Regions from separate parts of the Mus musculus genome. Here all the other regions are linked to region 2. A link is a contact called in public Hi-C and HiChIP or PLAC-seq data. All regions are on one chromosome and are shown on one strand. The core of a region is the stretch at or near the end of the contact, and the rest is flanking DNA. Distances in the headings are between cores, read along the strand shown.

Evidence for each region. A called contact is a pair of places that touch in the nucleus more often than the background predicts. HiChIP or PLAC-seq counts read pairs in DNA pulled down with a chosen protein or histone mark.
Region 1: an H3K4me3 HiChIP or PLAC-seq map of embryonic stem cells shows a contact between it and region 2, with 23 read pairs. The contact joins the enhancer-like site here to the promoter of Dipk1a in region 2. A contact is called at or near these places in 3 of 39 promoter capture datasets (the 3T3-L1 cell line and macrophages), 1 of 15 datasets of contacts at CTCF or cohesin (the G1E-ER4 cell line), 2 of 484 Hi-C or Micro-C datasets (embryonic stem cells and large pre-B cells), 6 of 115 datasets of contacts at active chromatin or transcription factors (the 230-238 cell line, the SCID.adh cell line, bone marrow-derived macrophages and 2 more) and 1 of 9 other capture datasets (adipose tissue).
Region 3: a Hi-C map of uterus shows a contact between it and region 2, with 2.8 times the contacts expected there. The contact joins the enhancer-like site here to the promoter of Dipk1a in region 2. A contact is called at or near these places in 17 of 39 promoter capture datasets (the 3T3-L1 cell line, 3T3-L1-derived adipocytes, the C10 cell line and 14 more), 2 of 15 datasets of contacts at CTCF or cohesin (CD8 T cells and the NIH/3T3 cell line), 31 of 484 Hi-C or Micro-C datasets (B cells, CD4 T cells, CD8 T cells and 19 more), 20 of 115 datasets of contacts at active chromatin or transcription factors (the 230-238 cell line, CD8 T cells, the HPC-7 cell line and 11 more) and 4 of 9 other capture datasets (adipose tissue, embryonic stem cells, liver and 1 more).

The regions. Positions count from the first base shown.
Region 1 is chr5:108,043,295-108,046,305 of GRCm38.p6, forward strand. No RefSeq gene overlaps it. Among named protein-coding and RNA genes, the nearest start is that of Mtf2, 21 kb to the right of the region's middle. Within about 2 kb of position 1,352, at least 20 of the 459 cell types and tissues checked have an H3K27ac peak or open chromatin away from gene starts, as enhancers often do. A contact at or near this core is called in the SCID.adh cell line and embryonic stem cells, where this site is marked.
Region 2 is chr5:107,985,429-107,988,335 of GRCm38.p6, forward strand. Dipk1a (divergent protein kinase domain 1A) reads right to left here and starts at 1,649. Exons shown (of 5, transcript NM_026062.4): 1 at 1,521-1,649. The coding sequence starts at 1,574.
Region 3 is chr5:107,945,367-107,948,421 of GRCm38.p6, forward strand. All of the region lies in intron 1 of Dipk1a (divergent protein kinase domain 1A), which reads right to left. Among named protein-coding and RNA genes, the nearest start is that of Gm26387, 40 kb to the left of the region's middle. Within about 2 kb of position 1,540, at least 57 of the 459 cell types and tissues checked have an H3K27ac peak or open chromatin away from gene starts, as enhancers often do. A contact at or near this core is called in CD8 T cells, the HPC-7 cell line, adipose tissue and 5 more, where this site is marked.

The sequences.
Region 1 (3,011 bases), core at 102-2,601, 58 kb after region 2:
CATTGGCTGCTCTTCCAGAGGACCCAGGTTCAATTCCCAGCAACCACATAAGGGCTCACAACTGTTTTTAAATCCAGTTCCAGGGGAATCTGTCATCCTTAGGCACTGCACAAGCCTGGTTCACAGATGCACAAACATATGTACAGGTAAAATACCCATACATATAAAATAAAACTGAAGGGAAAAGTTAAATTTAAAATAACATGAATACACATGATAAAATAACTTAAAAACATGGTACTGTAGCTCTAGCTTATCTGATAGAGTGCTGATTCTAATGAGCACAAAACCGTAGCACCACTTGAAACCATGAATGGTGCCACATGCCTGTATTTCTATAACTTGGGAGGTGGAGACAGGAAGTTCTGGGCTATTGTAAGTAGTTCCAGGTAGTCTGGGCTACTGTAAGACTCGGTGAAGAAGGAGGCGGGGGTGGAGGAGGAGGGAGAAGAGGAGGAGAAGGGAGAGGAGGAGGAGGGGGAGGGGGAAGGGGAGGGGAGGGGGAGGAGGAGGAGGAGGAGGAGGAGGAGGAGGAGGAGGAGGAGGAGGAGAAGGAGAATAAAAACACTTTTAGCTTTTAATTCCAGCACTTGAAAAGCAGAGGCAAGCAGTTCTCTGAATTCAAGGCCAGCCTGGTCTACAGAGTGAGCTCTAGGATAGCCAGGGCTACACAGAAGAACCCTGTCTGGGATGGGGGGTGGGAGGGGGAATTATTCACTCTTAATTTCATAGTACCAACTGTTGTCCAACATCTGGCTTTCTGGTGGCTACACCTGGGGCATCATCAAACTGAAGTGGGGGGAGGGAGAGTAAAAGTATCCAAAGGTATCGGATTCCAGCAGAGAGGTGAAGCTTGGGTGTTAACCACAAATTGTCAAGTTTGATCAAAGGACTTACCCTGAAAAGGAGAAGCCACAGATCTTGGCTGGGAAAGAGGAATGGATGGGAGAACACAAAATAGAGACAGGAGTTGGGAAAGCAGGTTGAGAGCAACCCAGAGCACCTTGTCTAGGTGGGATAATTCCAACCCAGGGCACTACAAACATCCTGTTCCAGTGGCTGAAATTCTCTCATAAAAGGCCAAATGGTAAAGCGTTTCAAAGCCTGCATTTTGGAGCCAGGAAACCTCAGTGCTCAGACAACCATAATTACTGACGTGTGATCATGAACCATAAACTTCAGTTTATCACAAACTGATGGTTTCTCAGAGAAAAGTAAAGGTGTGACTGTGTGACACTGACAGACTGTAGAGCTCTTAGCGCAGTGGTTGGCAGCAGTGAGTGTCAGCCAGGGAGCTAGAGAAAAGGCTCAGCTGGGAAAGGCGGTGGCTGACCACCAAGACTGCTGACCTGAATTACTGACCCTGGGACCCACGTGGTAGAATGAGAGACCCCACCCCTCGGGTTGTCCACATGTGCACTGTAGCATGTTTGAGCCTTCTCCCCACTGATTACACTAATGTTAAAAATGTTAGCTAATATTATTAGCCTTGGTCAGAAGCTTTCTAATTTGGCTCTGGGATGTTCCAGAGACATGTACAAACACGTTTATTCACACTTTATTCACATCCCATTTTTTTTAAACCGTAACCCTATCCACTTTTTTTCTGTCATTTTCTTTCTTCTCAACATTTTTATTTACTTATTTGTGTGTGTGGGGGGGCACTTTTTCTGATGTTTTCTTTACTTTGTTTTCTTTCTTTCTTTCCTTCCTTCCTCCCTTCCTTCCTTCCTTATTTTTCCATACAGGGTCTCATGTACCCTAGACTGACCTGGAGCTCACAAAGTGGCTGAGGATAACCTTGTAATTCTGCTCTTTCTGCCTCTGCCTCCGCCTCCCAAGTGCTAGGATTACAGGAGTAACTATATGCTCAGCTAGGCTTAATTCTTACTCATTAAGAATCTTATACGTGAGTCAGGCGGTGGTGGCGCACGCCTTTAATCCCAGCACTCGGGAGGCAGAGGCAGGCAGATTTCTGAGTTTGAGACCAGCCTGGTCTACAAAGTGAGCTCCAGGACAGCCAGGGTTACACAGAGAAACCCTGTCTCGAAAAACAAAACAAAACAAGACAAGACAAAACAAAACAAAACAAAACAAAACAAAACAAAACAAAACAAAACAAAACAAAAGAATCTTATACATAAGATGTCTTCCACCTTGTTGAGGCCAAGTACCCCATCTTAGAAATAAATATCTCACCGGGGCTAATAAAATAGCTCAAGAGAGTGAAGGTGCTTCAGCTAGCCTGGCAACTCGAGTTTGATTCTTGAGACCCAAATGGCGAAATGAAAGAACCTGTTCATAACAACAGCCACACATATACATAGACCCACAAATAATTACATACTTGAGATTTTTTAAATATTTAAAAGAATTAGAATTAGGTTAGAATTAATAATATTTGTGGGGAAGCTGTTCTGAGAATTCATACAAATCAAATAAAGGAAATGGCAAAGTAGGTGTAGGAAAACATACAACATGATCCCTAGGAAGTTTATTCTAGAGATACATTTAAAATATTTATTTCAGACATTAAAAAAAATCAGCTATGCTGGCTACTCCATCCATTTCAAAGGTTAAGTCACTCATCTCTGAGTGAATGGTCCCAGTATAGAAGATCCCAGGTGGGCTGACTGCTCTGGGCTTGAACAATGTGGTAAAAGTTGGTCTGAGATCATATTTCCCTTGCTCCCACCCCTTTTGTAATCACTAGTGTATCAACCATCTGCACAGGGATAAAATTTACACTTGTACCCAGTGGCTATCAAAAGATTAGGCTGTTCTCAGAGAAGGACTTATGACACAGAAAGACAATAAAAGTTTATTTTATAATCACAAAAGAGAAAGGGTCTAAAAAATAAAAAGCAGGGCTTGCAAGATGGCTCAGCAGGTAAGAGTACTTGCTGCCAAATTTGCCGATCTGCAAGTGCCATAAAAACAAGAAACCAATCAACCAGTAACAAACAATGATATTTCTATCAATTACTTTTGTTATTACTGTAATGATAAAC
Region 2 (2,907 bases), core at 399-2,898:
TGTAGTCGTCACTAATCTCGAACTTGTTATGTAGACTATGCTGGCCTCAAACTCAGAGGCCTGATTCCCAAGTGCTGGTATTTAAATAGTTTAAACATTTTTAAAAATTAATAATCTTAATATTAGCCCACTAGCAAGCTTACCCTAATTTCATCATTGATAACGATGCAAATTCAGAAAAGTAAGAAACACACTAAGTGTTTGTCATTAATGTAAGCATAACTATTTGTAAAACTAATTTTGTTTGCGTGGTGTCGGGGATTGAATCCAGAACTCTTAATTTCTAACCTTAACCACATCAGAAAACCTTTGTACAGTTATAGCGCCAAAGATTGCATTCACATCTGTGGAAAACATTTAAAGCCAAAACTAAAGCCTAAAGCTCTACCAACTCCAAAAATTAATAATAGAAAGCTAAGTAGTTTAAGTTCAAAGATTTTAAACATGCCCAAATACTTTAACCTGGAGGGGTGGAATGCTAGACTAGGTTCTAATACTGGTACTCAAGGCACAACTATTTCTGGTGGCGCTGCTACAAACATTCAGTTTTACACCCTTAAAACCATGAGTTGTCAAGTCAGTCTCTCAATCTGGGTTTCTCTCGTTTCGATGTAATGACTTACACTTGCAAATTTCAAATTAAAATATAAGATTTATTTGGACAGTAACGGTTTCTCCTCAACTTTTTCTTTTTTTTCCATACTCATAAGAAGCACACCAACAACTGACCTAAATACACGTCCCATGTCGTCAGGCCTTTTAATGTAAGCAGTGTCCTCTAGAGACATATAACAATACTGCCAATGTGTGAGGCATTGATTTGTAGTTGTTTTTCCATCCGAGCTATGGATTTGTGCTCAGCTACTCACGACGTCTACTAGGTCCCCCTGGTGACCAAACAGTGCACCAAAGCAGCAGGAGGGTTCTAAAGCCTACTGACAGCGGAACAGAAAATCATGAAAAATTAACACGGCAACAGTACACACGACGTGACTGTGAATTGCGTTCGCACTGCTGGCGGGCTGAGTGAAGAGCCGTACAACGGTCACCATCCCCTTTTTGCAAAAGCATCGCCTCGATCGAGCTTGCCTACTCCTCCCTCCCATTTAAACCAGAGATGTGATGAGAACACCAAACCCAGGGGATCTGCACGAGGCACAGCTACTGGCTGGGACTTGGGGAACCACTGGTATGACAATCGGTCACGATTCTGTGGAGCATGGAGGAATGACACACCACCCTTTCCTACCCCAGACACAGAGTCAGGAATGGCAGGTCGAGGGGGGGCCCTTGGGGAAAGCGGGAGAGCACGCAGAGGAGGGACCGCGGCGCGTCCGGGGCCGGGACTCAGAGGGGCTCAGGGCTGGGGCGGCGCCCGAGGAGCGGGACCAGGGCTGGGAGGGCGCGCCGCCAGGTGCCGGTCCGCAGGAGGCGGCGGGGCGCGCACGGAGGGAGGACGGGGCGCTGAGTCCCGCGTGGCGCGGAGCGGAGGGCGCGTGGCGGGGCCGCGGCCGGCCTACCTGGAGGTAATGGGGTTTCCTCAGCCAGGCCCCCGCGCAGAGACTCCTCGCCATGGCACTCACATCGCCCCGCCGCGCCGCAGTCGGAGGCGGACCCGAGCGCGGCCGCCCGCCGGCCTCCCCGCCCCTGCCCCGCCGGCCCGCCCACGGCCCGCCCCCGGCGCGCGCTCCCCGGGGCCGCGCTGCGGCGAGGGCGGCGGGTAGCGGAGGCCGGCTCCGCGCGCAGAACCCCACCCCCACCGCCAGCCGCGGCGGTCGTCAAGGCGCGGGCGCGGGGCTCCGCCATAAAGGGGAGTCGAGCCTCGCGTCCGCCGACACAAATCCGCCTGCGCCTCCGTGCTTAAAGGGGAGGCGCGGACGGGGGAGGGGTACGGCCGAGGCGGGTGCGAGCAGCACGGGGGTGCGCAAAACGTGGGCTCCGTGGAGCGCCCACTTCACTGTGAGGCTTGCGGCTTCACGCGCGGAGTCCCGCCGTCCGCGCTCTGGACCTGTGCGAGCGGATTGCACGGAAATTCTGTGGATGCTTAGAGCTGCATCCTAGGCGACCAACTAACTCATAGATCCTCTCCAGGGAAAGGAGGCTCTCCGGAGACGCGACCACCGCTATCTAGGGGAGGAAGGGACTCCTTCCCGCTCAGTTCTGCGTGGCCTTCCAGACACTTCGCCTCTTTGCGTACCTTAAATTTAATGCAATTTTTTTCTTTTATTTCTTTTTCTTTCTTTTTTACCATTTCGACTTTTTGAAGTTTGCATTGTTTGCAAAACAGCCTCAGAGTTTTCTTGCCTCTACCACAGAATCATGATTCACACGTTAAATACATAATTAAATAAATAAATGCCGGATAAATACAGTGAAGGCAGGAGACCTTCTAGGATATAGCAGAGCAGCTCAGTTAAGGCTATACACCTCAAGGCGTTGCTTTCTTCTGTTGACACTGATGGCCAAATAAGGGAGAAGGGGCCACCCTGGGAGGAGTACAGCTATTGATCTGAGTGACTTCAATGCAGGGAGATGCAGGTCCTACTTCATTTTTTTCCCTTGCTATGCCGTACTTTATGTTTCTAGTGCTTTCAGTTTCTGGAAACAGGTCTTTAACCTGGATAATATTTTGTTACTCGCAAAGAAGTGCATGAGCCACTGACTTTCACTTTTAATTAAATGACTTCAGTAATTTCTAAAGTAAAAGTAAATATGAGCTGGGCATGGTGACTCATGCCTGTAATTCCAGCACTTGGCCAACCGGAGCTACTTAAGACAAAGACAGACAAAGGGAGGGAAGGAAGAAGGAGGAAAGGACGGATCCTACCGGTTTCCTTTAGTTGTTTTTTTGTTTTTTGTTTTTTTAAAGATTTATTTATTACTTATTATATGTAAGTACACTGTAGC
Region 3 (3,055 bases), core at 290-2,789, 40 kb before region 2:
ACTCCAATTGTTAGGGATCCACATGAAGACCAAACTGTACATCTGCTACAGATGTGTAGGGAGACTAGGTCCAGCCCCTGAATGCTCTTTGGTTGGCAGTTCAGTCTCTGTGAGCCCCTATGGGCTGAACTCAAAACTTTTAAATTCTGCTGGGCATGGTGGTGCACGCCTTTATTCCCAGCTCTTGGGAGGCAGAGACAGGTGGATCTCTGTTCTAGAGCAGTCTGATCTACAGAGAAATTCCTGGACAGCCAAGGTTACATAAAGAAACTTTGCCAACTTTTAAATTCTTTATATGTATAGGAGCTTGCCTGTATGTATGTGTGTGAACCATGTGTGTACCCAGTGCCTATGGGGACTAGCAGAGGGCATCAGATGTGGAATGATGGGTGGTTGTGAGTTAACATGTGGGTGCTAAGAATGGAACCTGGGTCCTCTGAAAGAGCAGTCAGTCATCTTAACTGTTGAGCCATCTTTCTAGTCCCTTAAAACTTTTTTGAGACAGGTCTCACTTGTGTTGCCCAGGCTGACTGTGGGCCTCCTGAATAGCTGCGATTACAAGTGTGCCTCAGCTGGCCTAAGAACTCAGACACTGGGTCGATATAAGGTCATAAGTGGTAGTTTGTTCTTTAACTTATGATTCATAACTCAGAATAAGTATTACAATAGAATTACATTAATGAAAACTTAAAAATCTATGTGTCCGTATAAAGGATTCTCTTAGATGGAAGGGAAGACAGGTGGAGTACAAAAATATTATACAAAAATTTGCAAGAAATTTTATGTAAAGAGAGTGAAAGCTCTTAAGTTGTTTAAGATTATTTTTATTTTATGTACATGAGTGTTTTTCCTGCATGAATGTCTGTGCACCATGTGTATGTTTAGTGCCAGTGGATGCAAGAAGTTACCAGATGCCCTGGAACTGGAGTTACAGATCATTGAGAACCACTATGTGGTGCTAGGAACCAAACACTGATCCTCTGCAAAAGCAATATGTACTCTTAACCACTGGGCAGGCTCCCTAACTCCTAAAAGTAATTTGAAAAGCATTACAATGTATTAGGTACCTCAAAAGGGTTTCATTTGCTCAAACCTGGGAGCACACCCTACACTCCTCTCAAAGGCTTGACAAGTGTACAGAGCTGAGCTTGCTGTCTTTAGAGTTCATAATCTATGAGTTCAGAAAAATCAAAAGGTACAGGGCAGGTTTAAAAATTTTAAAAGTATATAGTCTTTTTGTTGTCAATCTTGTGTAGCTACGCTGAACAGACTCTTAGCAGCCATGGTATCACATGCAGGAAACCACAGAGTTAGCTGAGCTGCTATTTCTGTCCACCACATTCATGCCAAAAACAGGCTGGCTTTCTAACTAAGGCAAAATTAATACCAAATCATTATAATACCATCATTTATACACTTTATTCCTGAGATCATACAATGAAATGTGAGAGAATTAAGGGTGAGCCAAGATACTGATTGCCTTAAGTTCAAGATCAGCCTGGGCTACAATAGACCTCTGATGAGTTATCTCTACCCATCAGTAGCCCTGTGTGCTCCAATTCTTAAAGGATACAGTCTTTAAGCCATGATATGAAGAAGACAAACTGGTCTGCTCATTTTATCCATATTTGGGGGACACTTATGCTTTTGAAATATCACAAAGATGGATTCTGAGTCCTTCAGTAGAACACGCCAGAAACACCCATTTTATTCTTCCTGATACCAGCCTCTTTCACATAAACTGCACAGACTGGGTACTCTGTTCCTCACCCTGTGAAGGAGTCTAATCATCTCTTAAATTCCTTCAGGCTTCACATACAATGTACAGGGACCACAGAGTGTAAGAAGCTGTCAACAGTACAACACAGCACATACCAGAGGCTCTAACCATGCCTCACAGCCCCTACTCTGAAACAATCTTTTAGTACTCTTCTCTGTTTATTTTCTCTGATCTACATCATTCTTCCAACCCTAATAAACAGAAAAATAAAGAATATACCAAAATTGTCATCCTTCAGCCTCCATGCTTGTACAGTGGGGACTGAGTTTCCAGGACATGAAACTTAGAGGGTAAGCCATACCCAAGCTGTAGCCATGTTGGTAGGGCTCTGACACTGTCTGAAGCCTCCACCATCTGCAGGAGGTTTTAGTAGCTATCAGCCTTCATTTTGCTTACTCCAGTTTTCCCTGATGTGAGAACATCAGTAAGAAATTTGGCATCTACTCAATGTTTACCACAGAGCAAGTCCTGCATTGAGAGCTGGAAATGAAGCCAAAAGGTATCAGACTCTTGCACACTGCTGGCAGGGATGAAGACTGGAGCAGCTGCTTTGGAAAGCAATTTGGCAGTTCTTCAAAAGGTTAAGGAAAAACTGAGCGTGTGACCCAGCAGTTCCATTTCTAGGTATGCAGTCAAAAGAACTGAGAACAAATGTCCACACATGAATTTGGACCTGTTCCACATGTTCATAGCAGCATTCCTTGTAATAGTAAAAAATGGAGAAAATTCAAATACCTATCATCTGGCGAGCAGATAACAGAGTATGCTGTCCTATACAACAGGCTATTACTTGATCATAAAAAAATGAAGGGATGGGGATGGAACTTTAGTATCATGTCTGCCTAGCACACACAGGCCCTGGATTCAATTCCCAGAGCCATGGAGACTGACTAGGAGGCCCATACCTATAATCCCAGCACTCAAAAGGCAAAAGCGGAGGGATCAAAATTTAAGGTCATCCTCCTCAGCTATAGTGTAAGTTCAAGATCAGCCTGGGCTACAAGAGACCCTAGAGTCCTGGTGCATACCACAAATGTGAGCCTTGAAAGCTTCATACATGTAAAGAAACCAGATTAAAAAGGCCACATTGGGGGCTGGAGAGATGGCTCAGTGGGTAAGAGCACTGACTGCTCTTCCAAAGGTCCTGAGTTCAAATCCCAGCAACCACACGGTAGCTCACAACCACCCATAAGGAGACCTGATTCTGGCACGCTTGAAGACAGCTACAGTGTACTTATGTATAATAATAAATAAATTCTTTTTAAAAAAAAGCTC